Linked DNA regions of Mus musculus: all the other regions are linked to region 2. A link is a contact called in public Hi-C and HiChIP or PLAC-seq data. All regions are on one chromosome and are shown on one strand. The core of a region is the stretch at or near the end of the contact, and the rest is flanking DNA. Distances in the headings are between cores, read along the strand shown.

Region 1 (4,504 bases), core at 601-3,100, 820 kb before region 2:
GCCATTTGAGAAAGTTAGAACTTTTAGGCAGTGGAACCCTGCCCAGAAGGAGGAAGTGCGTCAATATAGGTGGGGCTTGGAGCGTTTAAAGCTTGTTCCCACTTCCTCATTGCTTTCTGTTGCTGGATTGACGATGCAATGTGAGCCAATGGCCTTGATCTAGTTGCCAGGCCATGATGGACTAGTGTCTACCCTGGAACATATAAGGCATAGAAAACCCATTCTCTTTTAAATTACCTGTGCGAGGGCATTTTGCCACAATAACAGAAATGAGACTTTACAAAGAAAGCTTTTGCAGGTTGAAAACGTTGTAAGCAAAATCAAGGAAGAATTTCTGTAGCCATATATTTAAACTTGTCCATAGTTATAAGCAGAAGCTGATTTTCTTAAAGGTTCCATTGGAAGAAAGGATTCTTAAGCAGCATGCTGTCCCAATTCCAAATGGCTGGAGGTGCTGCTTAGGAGCTCAGGGTGATGTCACCTTCAGTGTGCTTGCTTCCGTGGTGTGGGCCAGGCTGATGAAAGAGTTTCCCTAGAGGTGCTGAGCCTTGCTGCTGCTTCTGAGTGATGTGAGAGTTGTTGCCATGGGGATTAGAAAGCTCCTAAGGGGCCTGGACTTTGAAAGTTCTTCTAAGTTTAGAGACAGTAAAGAAGTGGAAATACTGAAATTTAAAATTAAATAGTTAAGCACACTGCAATATATGCTTAATGATAACATATATTTAAATTAAACATAATCAAAACAAATACTTTAAATTACAAATCAAACCTTCCCAGATCATTAAAGCTGCCTATTTTTTACAGGCAACTGAAACCTATATTTAAGAGCTTCCATTTTCTTCAAATATTAATTGAATTTTCTTTCAAAGCTACGGATGGAACCCAGGGTCTCAGTCACGTATGTAGTCAAGAACTTTACTATGGAACTTGAACCCCAAAGAATTAATTTTAAGGCAAATATTACTTCTGATAAGGCCAATATTTCTGGCTCAGAAGTTAAGAGGACTAGCTGCTCTTTCATGAGGACCAGAGCTTAGATCCCTGCACCCATGTTAAGAAGATTACAGACACATATAACCACAGCTCAGAGGGATCTAATGTACTCTGTGCCTTCTGTGGGCACCTTCATACACATGTGCTCACACACTTGCCCAGACACATGCACACTATATAAAGAAAATTAAATTAAAATCAAGAAGCAGTAGTATATCTCTTTTGACATGATTATCAACAGGGAAGGAGCTAGTTCCATCTCCAGGTTCAGAGTGTGATGCAGTCAGTCCTGGGCCCTTCATTCTCAGCTTGTTAATGCCCTCTGAAATAGAAAATTGATTTTTTTTTTTTTATTAAAAACCAGAGAAGTGATGTCAGGGTCTGAATTCATTCCAGTCAAGTCTATTTAGAGCAGTGGTTCTCAACCTTCTTAATGTTGCAAACTTTTAATACAGTTCCTCATGCTTTAGTGACCCCCCCCCCTTAATCATAAAATTATTTTGTTGCTACTTTATAACTGTGATTTTGCTACGGTTATGAATTTTAATGCAAATCTTGGTTGTCTTTGATGGTGTTAGGCGACCCCTGTGAAAGGGTCGAGACCCACAGGTTGAGAACCACTGATTTAGAGCCTTCTTTGTTTTTGTTTTTCTAATCTAGGAAACCTGAAAGAACAGAGGTCCACTGTCAGCATTTGCACAGGAGGAAGTATTTCGAAGCCCCCATCACCTCGTCTGGCCTTATAGACCTGCTGATGAGGAAGGCCTTCTGCTCCCCTCCCCCAACCCTCTCCTCTTTCCATCTCTTGCCTAAAGGCTGCTCCGTTTGGGGGACTGTGCCCAAGGTGCTGCATGGTCGACCGACCGACCCCAGAGAAAGGCAGGCATCATCATCTCAGCTGCTCCCTCTGCTCTAAGGACCGGGGACTAGGAACATTCTGGCAAGAGAAGGGAGGGGGGGCCAAGCTTGGAGTCACACATGGCTGCATTTCGTATGGCAAGGCTTTCTTGTTTGTGCTTTCTTCCTATGGAAAAAAAAAAGGCTCTGGAAGGGGCCTGGGGAGCCAGATCAAATGTTCAAATGTACTGGCAGGGAGCCAAGGCTCAACTTCTCTGCCAGGAACTCCACGTTCTCAAGTCTTCACTGCTGTTGAAACTGATCGGGAAGGTTAATGAGATTAATATGGCCAAACACTGTGGGCTTCTGGGAAGCAAACAGCCAGGTAGGGAGGCCCAGTGTTGGACCAAGGTGGCTGGAAATAAGGTATACAACCCACTCCTAGAAAAGCTTGAGTGTTTTTACCGGACAATCCCTGTGCCGGGGCTGGCGAGGGAAGCGCACAGAACTCTACGTCATTGCTGAGGGTGAGTGAGTGACCTGGTCGGTTTTCATCTCACCAGCTCTGCCTAGCACTTGCCACCTATGTAGTTCCCCTAGTGACTTTTTTTTTTTTTTTTGCAAAAGAGTTTGAGTGTTTCATGAAAAATGGTGAAATAACACAGCCATGGGGGGGGGGGGAATCCAACTGGGCATGGGACAGAAAGTTGAAATGTCTCTATTGCGGGGACATGCCTTGAATAGATTTTTGAGCAAAGAGGAGAAGAGAGTTTTCTCTCTCTCTCTCTCTCTCTCTCTCTCTCTCTCTCTCTCTCTCTCTCCCTCTCTCTCTCTCTGTATTTATGAATATTTAAAAATGATATATAAGTGGAAGGACATGAAGGAAGAAGAAGTTTGGGTAAATCTATAAAACCGCCACAATTTATGAAGAGTTTAAAAGGCAATTTCTTTTAAAGGGGCAAATTCCTAATTTCCCACATAAAAGTATGGGAATTGAATGGTAAATCCTTCTCCACCGACAAGCCCTCTGAAAGAGGCATGAAAAAGAGTTACTGTTCCCGTCCATTCATGCCTCCTGAAAGCCATGGATGTGACACTCACTGCCCCGGAGCACGCAGCCTGTGGTTTCAAAGCTGCCGGGTGACTTCTCAGAAATGATCTATTGTGGCGCTTTGTTTCGTCCGGGTCACCCTCGTTTTGTTCTGCGAGGGCTGTGTTACTCTTCTGCCATTAATCCACCCTGTCTTCTCTTCTCTATTCAGAGGCACATTTCACTCCTCATCGTGCCCAGAGCGGGGATGAAGTGTCTGAGAAAGGCCTAGTGCTCTGCATGGCAGAGAGGGAGAGAGAGAGGGAGAGAGAGAGAGAGAGAGAGAGAGAGAGAGAGAGAGGAAGAAAGGAAGGGAAGCCATTTGAGGAGTAGCCAGGGTGGAAAAGGGAGTATTGGGTGGTGGCTTCATCCACTCAAGTGGACTCCAGGGACTCAGCTACACAGCTTTTGCATCTCTGGGGAAGGGGCATCCTGACACAGATCTCATGGGAGATTGTCCTTATTTTTCATCTTTGGCTTGATCTGCTCACTCATAGTTTGACAAATACAGACTACATGTAGCTCAAGGGTTGGCAGGCTGGAATGGACTGCAAAAAAGATACAATTATTTCCAAAGGAAAAAGATTAAGAAGAAAAATTAAACCTCAAACCTGCCATTTGGTTAGTATCTCAGATCGTGTTTGCATCCCTCCCATCTCATTGGAAACCCCCTTTTATCTGATTTTATCCAAAAATTACTTTCTTACACCCACCTTCTGGGTCACTTACTTTTAATATAGTTGGCAGGGACTATCCAGAGGTCTCCAAGGATCCCATGATAACTTTGTTAAACCATGCCAATTATCAGTGGATCTGATGTCTCTCCTTTGTACTCCATGCACAGGGGTTGCAGGTTTTTGTCCATCAGATCATACAGAGACTACAGACAATGGTAGCCATGGACTAAAGAGGGGCCTCTGAAGCCATCCAATTTCCTTTATAGCTGGTCCAGTGGTTGGTCCATTTCCCTGGGCTTAGGCTGCTCAGTTCTGATAGCCTGAAGACAAGAAGCAGCTACCATCCGCACAGACCCTGAGCCCAATGTGTTTCCCAGGGATGAACAGTGGGCAAAATGACAAACAGGGGAACAGCGAGGTCTCAAAATTCAGCTGAATGCTGACTCATTTTCACTAAATTGTGAATCTAAGATTAAGTTTTTTTAAGTTGCAGCAGTTAGGGAGACGACGGCTCCGTGAAAAGGAACACAAGCTTGTGAGTGTGAGTTCAGAGTTCAAATCCCTTACAAAACAGAACCCACTTAAAAAGTCACTGTCTGACTCAGAGACAGACCCTGACTGAAGGCAAGAAGGTGGGGAGCCACACAGGCGATACCAGACATCTTCAGTGGTCGCCATATATCTGTACATGGGCACACATGCTGGCACACTCATATGCATGCAACATATAACACACACACACACACACACACACACACACACACACACACACACACACACACACACACAGCATAGATGAAAGGTGCATCAACTTGAAGAAAATAAAAGAAAATGAGCCATTAACCTCAGTGTTCACTCCCATTTGAGCTTTGCGCCCTCAGTTGGGCAAATGACCTACTATGCTGGG
Region 2 (4,702 bases), core at 186-2,685:
ATTCACGACTATTTGGTGTGCATGTTTCCTCTTCCTGCTCCTGATATTAATAATTATACAACAGGATAATTAGCAACACAAAGAGACAGTACTATGAGCTTGAAGCTAGATTTTCAGCGCGTTAACCTTCTGGGAAATAAAGAACAGAAGCATAGAGTCGAGCCAAATAACCAATGCAGGTTGATTTCACAGTGTGTAAAAGGCTAATTATCTGTGAAAAGTCTGACCTCAAGTAACAGAATTACAGAAATGTTCATGCATTTTTATTTTAAATAAAACTCAAAGACATTACTTCAGCATCCTAAGGAAATCTGCATAGTCAAGGCACGAGGGAAGACATTTGAAACTTAAACAAAAATAAACTCTGTAGGGTGTGATAGTGTCTGGACATAAATGTTACTGATAGATCCAGGCACCTGAGATTACAGGAAAAAAAAACCAAACAAAAAAAAAAAAAAAAAAAAAAAACCTCATGCATCTTTTCCTACTCTCAGCACACAGCCATCATGATGGGGGGTGGGAACCTCAGTATGCGACAGAAGTAGGTTAAGTGTATTTTGTTTACTGAAGACAGGCTACCATAAAAAAGAGAAAATATTACTACTTCTTTACAGGTACCATATGTAATTCATTCTGATATAGGAATATTTATCCACTAGCAGTAATAACAAACTACAATTTTTGTCATGAAAAAAATAAATTGTATTTGCAAAAAGCAAACACATTACAGACTGTGTAAAAACGCAACATTCCCATTTTCTAGTCAGAGTTCCAATTTATTGAAGTAACAGAGCAGAAAATGCACTGACAGCTGTTACATTTTATTGCGAATTAGTATATAGGTTTTATATCCAGTGAGCAAACGCATGATACATTGTATTCCAGTAATTGCCAGTGGCTTTCAAAATGGAAACAGGATGATCTCAGTGCAATTATGCTCAGGAGAGCACACAGAACAGTCCCCAGCTCCACACTGCAATACTTTAACAATACTAACATTAAGTATATTTATTTCCTTTTAGTTTCCCCAAAATTAAAGATCAAAGAGGTCAAGCTGGATTCAAAAGCATCAGAGGTATTTTTCAACTGCTATATGTGACCCCCCTCATCCCACAGTACAATTTTTTTGATTTAAGTCCATGTAGTAGGATATTGTAGTTCAGGATTCCAGGAAGGTCAAACACCTCCTCCCTCCTCCCATCTCCTCTCTCTGGGTATATTGTATCATTATTTTACTTCTGGGATGTTTCCTCTGTTTCTCTCTTGGCCCCAGAATGTAAGGGGTTAAGAGACGTGAACAGGGTTAAGTTTTGGCATGCTTTAGGAAATGAGCTGTATGCCCCTGGACTCCTCTTTACTCAAAACAGACAGATCGTTTTAGACTCCTTTCCTGTTCTCCCCCAGTAGCTGTTCTTTCTCGCACATGACCATTAGCTACAGTCCTGGGGAAAGAGCCATTTGTTTTCATAAGTGTTAACTCGGATTTCATGGCTCGCCTTACTAATTCTTAGGACTACAGAATTACAGGTACATGCGCTGCAACCTTCTAACCACTCTTCCAGTCAGTTCTCATTTATATGAAGCAAAATTTTGCATATCCTAAGAAGTCTATTTTCCCCTGTTTTTGCAAACCTTTATAACCCACTTCAATTGCTTGGCACCTCCTCCTCTGACGCCTTCCCCACCATCCATCTCTGCTGGAGCCTTCAATAAATCCGGCTGTCTCCTCCCCTCTAGTGGTTGCCAGCCAGCCTTGCAACAGAGAAGCTGGGACTGCAGAGCTCATACATAGAGGGACACTTGTGCTCTTTTTTTTTTTTTTTTTTTTTTTTTTTTTTTTTTTGATTGAGAGAAAAGTGGGGTGGGGTGTGGGGTGGGGATAAACCCAGCAGTCTATCACCGCAGAAATAAAATTTAGCAAGCATTTAAAAGGATATTCTAGCAATGTCTACGGCTTCATCAACACCAACCTGCTGACATAGATTCGCGATCCCAGTCTGTTATTAGTGATTGAATTAATATCGTGTCACAACTTGTATCTGGTTTAATAAAAGAAACCCACGAATACAAGAAAATTGTGAAAAGCACTTAATAGGACTTTCCCCAGCCAAGGCTGGAAGGGAAATTCCATGCAGCTAGAACAACAAAGATCAAGGGCCATGCTCCTTACACCTGGCAAGGTTGTCCCAGGGCAGCTCAGGAGTCCCTTCATAGAACTCAAAGCGTGAATGCAGCATGGCCCCTGTAGAAGCCGTCATCAAAAGCAACAATAGCTACAACAGAAAACTAATGATGTTTGTCACCCTCGTGTCAGAACTGGTGGTGTAACAATAAAGAAGCCGGTGGTGCCCTTTGCCACTACAGTAGCCACTTTAAAAAATAAAATAAAACAAAAGTGATAGCTCAGCTTTCCTCGCCTCTCTCAGCTGGTTTTAACCACATAGAAATGCGCAAAGTTATCCACAAGGAAGCGACTCTGCTTAATCTTAATAAGAGATCCAAAATACTGGCCCTTCTTGCTTGCCTGCTAAAGTATTGATATCATGGATTTGTGAGTTTTAGTATTTCTAAATAAAGTATCAATTTTTTTCTCTCTACAGACACAATATACAGATAAAGTTTATTATCCCAGGTAGATTTTCTTTCACTTAATTGAAAATGAAATATTAATATATAGTTCTGCTCAAATTTAATCATGCTAAATTTAGTGAGGTTTCCTCACATGGTGTGAAAAATGACTAATGTAGAGTATATCCTAACTACAACTACTAGGGTCTAGTGACCAACATTCCCTACTGAATTCTTTGGTAAAAATAGGATCCAAAGACACACACGGCCTATTCTTAACAATTGTTAAGTGCGTTCCCCTAATACATGCCCCCCCCCCCCACAGAACAAAACAAAAAAATACCTGTTTTTGTTTAGTGTAATGACTAAGGAAATAAACTTTTCGGGGAGATTAAGTATTGATCTGAAGAAAATAAAGTGATTATTTTTAAACATTTAAGAAAGTTCAAAAAATTAAAGTTGATATTAATATTGAATATCATTACATTTTCAGTAGCATAACAAATGTGTACAGATACAGTGTAGAGGTAAGTCTGAGTTCTCCTTTAGATCCCACTATGGACTCTGTCCAAATGTCTGCAGGCAGCTGGCTAGGGAAAATGAAGTATGCTTATCTCCCGCTTCACTGAAAGGGGTCCTGCAGGGCCTGATAGGATCTCAGCGGAGACTGAAGTGAGCTGCTTCCTTGGAGACTGCATTAGAGCTGAGCGAATGTGTAGAACTGGAGCTTGGGGGAAATAAAATAAATCAGATATGGAAAGACGTACATGATCTGTCACAATAGACTTCTAAAACGTGAAATCAATGAGGAATCTGAAGGATGGTAATTTCTCCTCTAACCATGCAGCAGAAGAGACACTTTTCTTATCTTATTTTGGTCTTGCTGAGTTTTGATTTGCCCAACCCAAAGGCTCCCACCATCTTGACAGAGAGACTTAACTAAATCATGTAGTAAATACTGACAGAACATAGGCGGATCTTTTCTGAAACAAGGAAACTTTGAAGCTCTGAGAGACTTTACATGAGAGTGGATTTATCAGTTTCAGAATCCCTGCAAATTTCCTGTTTGGAGGACTAATAGCACTATTGGGTGTGTGAATGAGGACCTATGCTAATCTATTCCTTTACAGAAAAAAAAATACAAAAGACAAAAGTGTCTGATACTTCTAAAACAATGATTCTAAGTCTCAAGGAAGAAAAGTAGCCACAAAATTAATAATCACAAAGTGAATTAGCATCACTGAAGATATAAGTAAGAAGTGTCCCTACTTACAGCTGACCATCATCACTTTTGACTTACAAGACACTACACTGGGCTTATTTTCAAGAATAAAATGCTTCAAATGAACCCATTCTTTTGTATTTTTCCTGTACAATATAAATACATTGTAAAAAATATAAAGTTCTCTTCTTGAGTATTAGAAGGAAAACATTGTAAGTCACAGAAATGAATGTACTCCAGCAAATTAACTCATTATCTTTATTATCTTGTGTCAAATATTAATTGTGCATTTTCCAATCCAAACCAACATGGAAAATGGACAGTTCTCTACCCATTTTAAAAATAGATTGAACATTTCTCAGAAGTAAACAACAGGGCCTCTATTTAAAATTGGGAGTTTATCAGACAACATAATTAGCGGTGTTCTACACACTGGGGACCCACTTTTGCAAGAAATTTATTTGTTGAACTAATATGTATTAAGTGTCAAGTGATGGTACTGGCAACAACAGAGAGCAAAAGCAAACTCACATATGTGCAAAGGCTCCAAGTCAGAGGGACTAGACAGGAGTCACACAATCCTACAAGTCCACTCTCCTTTCAGTCAGTTACAGGGATGGGAATGGAGTAGAGACAGGAGTTATGTGAGCTGCTCTTAAAGGTAGCAGGATTACATGCTGCAGTAATGGGATGCTCAGGAAGGGGAATGAAGCAGGTGAGAGCAGACCCACTTGTTTCTCAAGACAGGCTACAGCAGAATAACTCAGAGCAGCAGAAGAGAAAGCCAGGCCTGGCAAAGCCCTGGAGAGGGATTTGCCAGGTCAGGAAGAGAGATGAACACAAACCCCAGTCCTGAGAACCGAATGCATATTGCCTGGAGCCATTTTGGGGCAGTATTCTGGTCTTCAAGCA
Region 3 (4,551 bases), core at 1,321-3,820, 780 kb after region 2:
CATGTCCCTACAATACACTCAGGGCTTGCCCACTGCACGTAGCCTTCCTAGCACCAAAGGAAATTATGAGTGGACTTGGAAACTTGATACAGTGATTCACTGTTGCAGGGACAAAGGAGACATCATTTTGGGTTATTTTGGAGAAACTACTAGAACACGATTGGCTTAAACCACACTAAGATCATCTCATTGTCCTCTGGGTCTTCAGAGCAGCCCCATTAGGCTGCCTAGTTTGTGTTCTGAAAGAAAATCTGATTCCAACATTTTCTTTTTTTCAAACAAATATTTTGGTCAAATTTGAAAGCATCCTGGCCTGTTAGGTAAAGAATGTGATAGAAAAAAAATGGAGGAAAGTAGATATTTCCACCTTCTTCACGTAAAGCTGGCCAATAGCCACCTGGGGTTTCGCAGTCAACATGAGATGTACTACTCTGCAAAGTGTATACCCATATCTCCAGAACCTGCCACCACGGGCATGTTGGCGGGACTGTATAAGGCCAGAAGCAACCCAACTATCCTCAGAACTGACTTGCTCAGTGTTCTCAAAGCTACTTTTAAGGAGCAAGATGAATTTACAGTTAATTTTTAAGGTATACATTACCCGGGCACCTGAGCACACTAACAACCCCTAAGGTGTTCATTAGTCAGGCACAGAGACTGAATTTAATACCAAGAATTTTGACCCCCTCCTTGGCAACCCACCGATGTCTAGGAGGCCTGAACACACACACACACACAAGTGTGTGTAAGAGAGTGTGTAGTGTATGATGCTTTAAATGAAGGAGGTATCTGGCATAGTAGTAAATCCTGCCACCTCTTTGGTGAGTGTCATAGATGGTTAGGAGAGGTAGCCTAGAGGGGCCATTTATCCTTGTGCTTCCTCCCCCTTTCCTGCCTGATCAATTTTTATCATTCTTGAAAGGTTTAATTAAAGAAGTTTTGAACCAAAAATATGCAGTCTAGCCCTAAAAGGGGGGCATATGTCATCTAAAAATAAAAGAGCTTTCAAAACTCAGGTGAAGTGCTCTCTCCTGGCCTCTCTTGCTCTCTTGCTCTCCAGTGCTCTCTCTCCCCTTCCTCCACCTCTCTCTCCTCATCCCTCCCTCTCCAACTCTTCCTCTCTCCCTTCTCTTCTTTTCTGTCTCTCTCCTCTTCCCAGTCTGTCTCAGGCAAACAGCTATATTAATAGTCAGCTCATAACCACATCATTTTGCGAACAGTCACACGGCTAAATTTAAATGCAAGGCACTGCTGCCACAAATTCTACAGTATCTTTATAATCTTGTGTTTAAATACTTGTATTTGTAGAGCATCTTTGATCCCAGATAGGGGATTATGACCAGACAGAGCCTGCTGCCATCCAACCACCCTCCCCCAAACTCCCAGGAGGCTCTGGTAGATCCCACCTGACCCCTCTCCCCTGGGGAAAACTGAGCAAATCCCCCAAGCCTGAGTTCCAAACTTAGCTTTTAGGCTCACAGGTGAGTTGGTTTCAGAGCATGTTGCTCTTTTTAACTGGATACAAAAAAAAAAAAAAAAAAAAACCCAAAAAATAAAAAACAAAAACCCACACACACACAAGAGTTTGTGTAAGGGGGGGGGGGCGGTCAAACCTGGCTAGCCCAGGGAGTTTCCAACCACTGTCTGGTTTTTAGTGTCCACAAAGACCTCTTCCCTCCCCCAAGCACACATCCATTCACTGGGAGCTAATTATGCAAATATATACTAACTCGGCTTAGTTTCCTCCCTAGACTTCCTTCCCACTCCCTGCGTGCTAGCATGGGTGCTGACAGTGTTTTGGAAGAGTTACTAAATAGCTGGAAGGCTTTCTGAATATATCTATCCTGGCCTGTCAAAGCTAGAACAGCAACGGTCCATCTGGGCCTGGAAGACAATTTCCATGGTGTAAAACACTCTTTCAATTCTCTCCTACCATAGACAACCAGCTGGTACTACAGCGAGACAGCCAAATCCACTGTGCCTAGACCTGGCCTGCAAGCTTCCCAGTGGCCTGGGATGACCCTGAGCCCAGTCTCCAGAACACTGAGTGGAATTGTCACTGGAGCAAAAGCAACTGATAGGGGTGCTGCTATAGAGCCATCTATGCCGGGAGGGGTGACTTATTGCAGGGTATTCAAAACAGTATAAAAATTGCTTTAAAAAAAAAAAGAAAGTCTTTTATTTTTCTTTTGACTTTCTGGCTATTAAGCCCAGGAAAGTATTTTGAGGGGGAAAAATTCCCCCCCCCCGCCCCCCAACCAAATGCCTCACTTTTCAAATGTCTATCTTAAGCAGAAGCCCTATCTGGCACTTATGTGTTGTGTGACTCTGTAGACCATTATAAAATCCAAGCAGCTTTTGAATGTGGATGTGAAGGCAGCATGGAGGAAGTTGTTTGTTGCCTGGGGGAGTCCTGGGATTCTGCACACCCATTTCTTCTAAAAACAGTCTGTGACTGCTTCAGTCCCAAGCGCCCCCTCTTGCTTCCACAAGATTGCATCGCCTACCGTCATGGGCATGTGATTTGTATTGGCAATGGTGTTAGCACCATAACAAACTATCCAGTGCTGCACTCCTCAGAGCATATTCCTGTTGCTAGGTGACCCATGACTGAATTCACAAGCCAGGAGGATGAAGTGATCCACTCCTTCCTCAGACATCGTCACCCATTCTGTATCTTCTAGGCAAGATGAGAAGTGACGTCCTTCCACAAACCTTGCTGGGAGGGTGGTTTAGGTTCAATTCTTAGTAAGGAGTCACAAACAACACACTGTCATCTATGAGTGGAAACCATCAGGCTCTGTGCTTGGTTGCCATTCTTGAATTTGAGGTCATGACCTGGGAAAGCAGAAAGGGCTAAGATGAAACCTGGCAACAGGCAGATCAGAGCATCACACAGGCCATGGGTCAAATTGGTCAAGGAGAACAAAAACAACAGAGAAAGGAACAATGAGAGAGTCTGTTCAGGTGAGAGTTCAAAGGAGTGAGAAAAGTTCCATTTGTGATCCAAGGAGATCAGCTGTAATATCCAAGAAGAAAGCGAATTCAATTCAGAAGGACCTTGAATGGCAGAAGTAAAGCTTGTGCCTCTAATAACCAACACTAACAGTCTCTCTCTCTCTCTCTCTCTCTCTCTCTCTCTCTCTCTCTCTCTCTCTCTCTCTCTCTCCTACAGCCTCTGTTTTTTATCAGGGCCACACAGAGTTGGTATGTCACAAGAAGTCAACCACAGAATGTCCTGGCAAAGTCTTAGCTCTATTGTTCTAAGCATCTCGGAAGCATCTGGCTGATGTTCAAGGACCAGGTGTCTAAGGAGGTAGATAAGACTTTGTCTCCATGGCATCTGGCTTGGCAAGCTTCGGACAATCTTACCAGGGCTAGGAGACAATCAAAATACCCAAACAATACACAGTAGTTTCTTCATAAGCTTGGCAAAACTGGACAGGACTTTGTCCTTTTCTACTGTCTAATATAAATCCACCACCACTAACAAGTAGGAGGGACTCAACATGTTCAAGGAGAACCTAACTCATGCATTATCAGGACAACAGCTGGGCTTGCCTCTGCACTCTGGCTACATCTCTACCTTAGCAAGATGTGGTCGAGGTTGACAGTGTCCATGAGTCACCCTAAATCCCTTCTGATTTTAGTGATGTGCCAAGGATGGGAGGTTGGGATTAGTTCACTCAAGTTAACGTTGCCAATGTCTCTAAACTATGGTGTCCCTACTCAACTCTGCTCATTCAGGCATAGTCTAGAACATTCCTCTTTCTTCCCATTAATTAGCTAATTTATTCAGTTTACATCCCAGTCACAGCCCTCCCTTCTGTCCCCCCCCCCAAAAAAAAAACACATAGTCTCTCCTTCCTTCCCCCACTCCCCTTCTCTTCTGAAAGGGAGGGATCTCCCCTTACCCTGGCCCATCAAGTCTCTGAAGGGTTAGGCACATCCTCTCCCACTGAGGCCAGGCAAGGAAGCCCAGTTAATGGAATGGATTCCACAGACAGGCAACAGCTTTAGGGACAGCCCCTGTTCCAGTTGTTGGGGGACCCACATGAAGACCAAGCTGCACATCTGCTAAATATGTTGCCTGGGGCCTTGCCAGCATGTGCATTCTCTTTGGTTGGTAGATAGGTCTCTGAAAGCTTTCAAGGGTACACGTTTCTTGACTCTGCTAGTCTTCCTATGAAGTTCCTATCATTCTTTTAAGGGAAGCGATTTCCCTGGCACAAGACAGCTCTGATGTCCGCAAACAATACATGTCAGAGTCCAGTCTGATTGACATAGGCTTCCAGTTAGCCAAACCACAAAACTGCTTTGATTTGCAGCATTCTAGTTCAATGCTAATTACAAATACCCTGCACTACCACAGTACATGGTCTGGGTCTGACCAATTCTCAAATATTAACAGACAAAGTGTAAGTGGCACTGTAACATTTGCAATCAATTAGGAGTATGTATAGAAATTGAAAATACCTGTAACTTAGACCCAGGATTCCATTTGTATGCATTTAAACACAGAGATGTTTCAGTGCACCCTTGAAACAAATA

What was found. A called contact is a pair of places that touch in the nucleus more often than the background predicts. HiChIP or PLAC-seq counts read pairs in DNA pulled down with a chosen protein or histone mark.
Region 1: an H3K4me3 HiChIP or PLAC-seq map of embryonic forebrain shows a contact between it and region 2, with 5 times the contacts expected there. The contact joins two enhancer-like sites. A contact is called at or near these places in 7 of 115 datasets of contacts at active chromatin or transcription factors (differentiating embryonic stem cells, embryonic basal ganglia, embryonic forebrain and 4 more).
Region 3: a contact with region 2 is called in a Hi-C map of cerebral cortex, with 4 times the contacts expected there. The contact joins two enhancer-like sites. A contact is called at or near these places in 2 of 484 Hi-C or Micro-C datasets (cerebral cortex and cortical neurons) and 2 of 115 datasets of contacts at active chromatin or transcription factors (astrocytes and forebrain).

What each region holds. Positions count from the first base shown.
Region 1 is chr1:42,627,502-42,632,005 of GRCm38.p6, reverse strand. Gm30248 (a long non-coding RNA gene) reads left to right here. Exons shown (of 3, transcript XR_373380.2): 2 at 1,654-2,357. Among named protein-coding and RNA genes, the nearest start is that of Gm30248, 10 kb to the left of the region's middle. Within about 2 kb of position 1,850, at least 32 of the 459 cell types and tissues checked have an H3K27ac peak or open chromatin away from gene starts, as enhancers often do. A contact at or near this core is called in embryonic forebrain and oligodendrocyte precursor cells, where this site is marked.
Region 2 is chr1:41,807,539-41,812,240 of GRCm38.p6, reverse strand. The region is part of intron 1 of Gm29260 (a long non-coding RNA gene); the gene reads right to left. Among named protein-coding and RNA genes, the nearest start is that of Gm29260, 67 kb to the right of the region's middle. Within about 2 kb of position 1,435, at least 42 of the 459 cell types and tissues checked have an H3K27ac peak or open chromatin away from gene starts, as enhancers often do. A contact at or near this core is called in cerebral cortex, cortical neurons, embryonic forebrain and 1 more, where this site is marked.
Region 3 is chr1:41,025,065-41,029,615 of GRCm38.p6, reverse strand. No RefSeq gene overlaps it. Among named protein-coding and RNA genes, the nearest start is that of 4930448I06Rik, 150 kb to the left of the region's middle. Within about 2 kb of position 2,570, at least 34 of the 459 cell types and tissues checked have an H3K27ac peak or open chromatin away from gene starts, as enhancers often do. A contact at or near this core is called in cerebral cortex and cortical neurons, where this site is marked.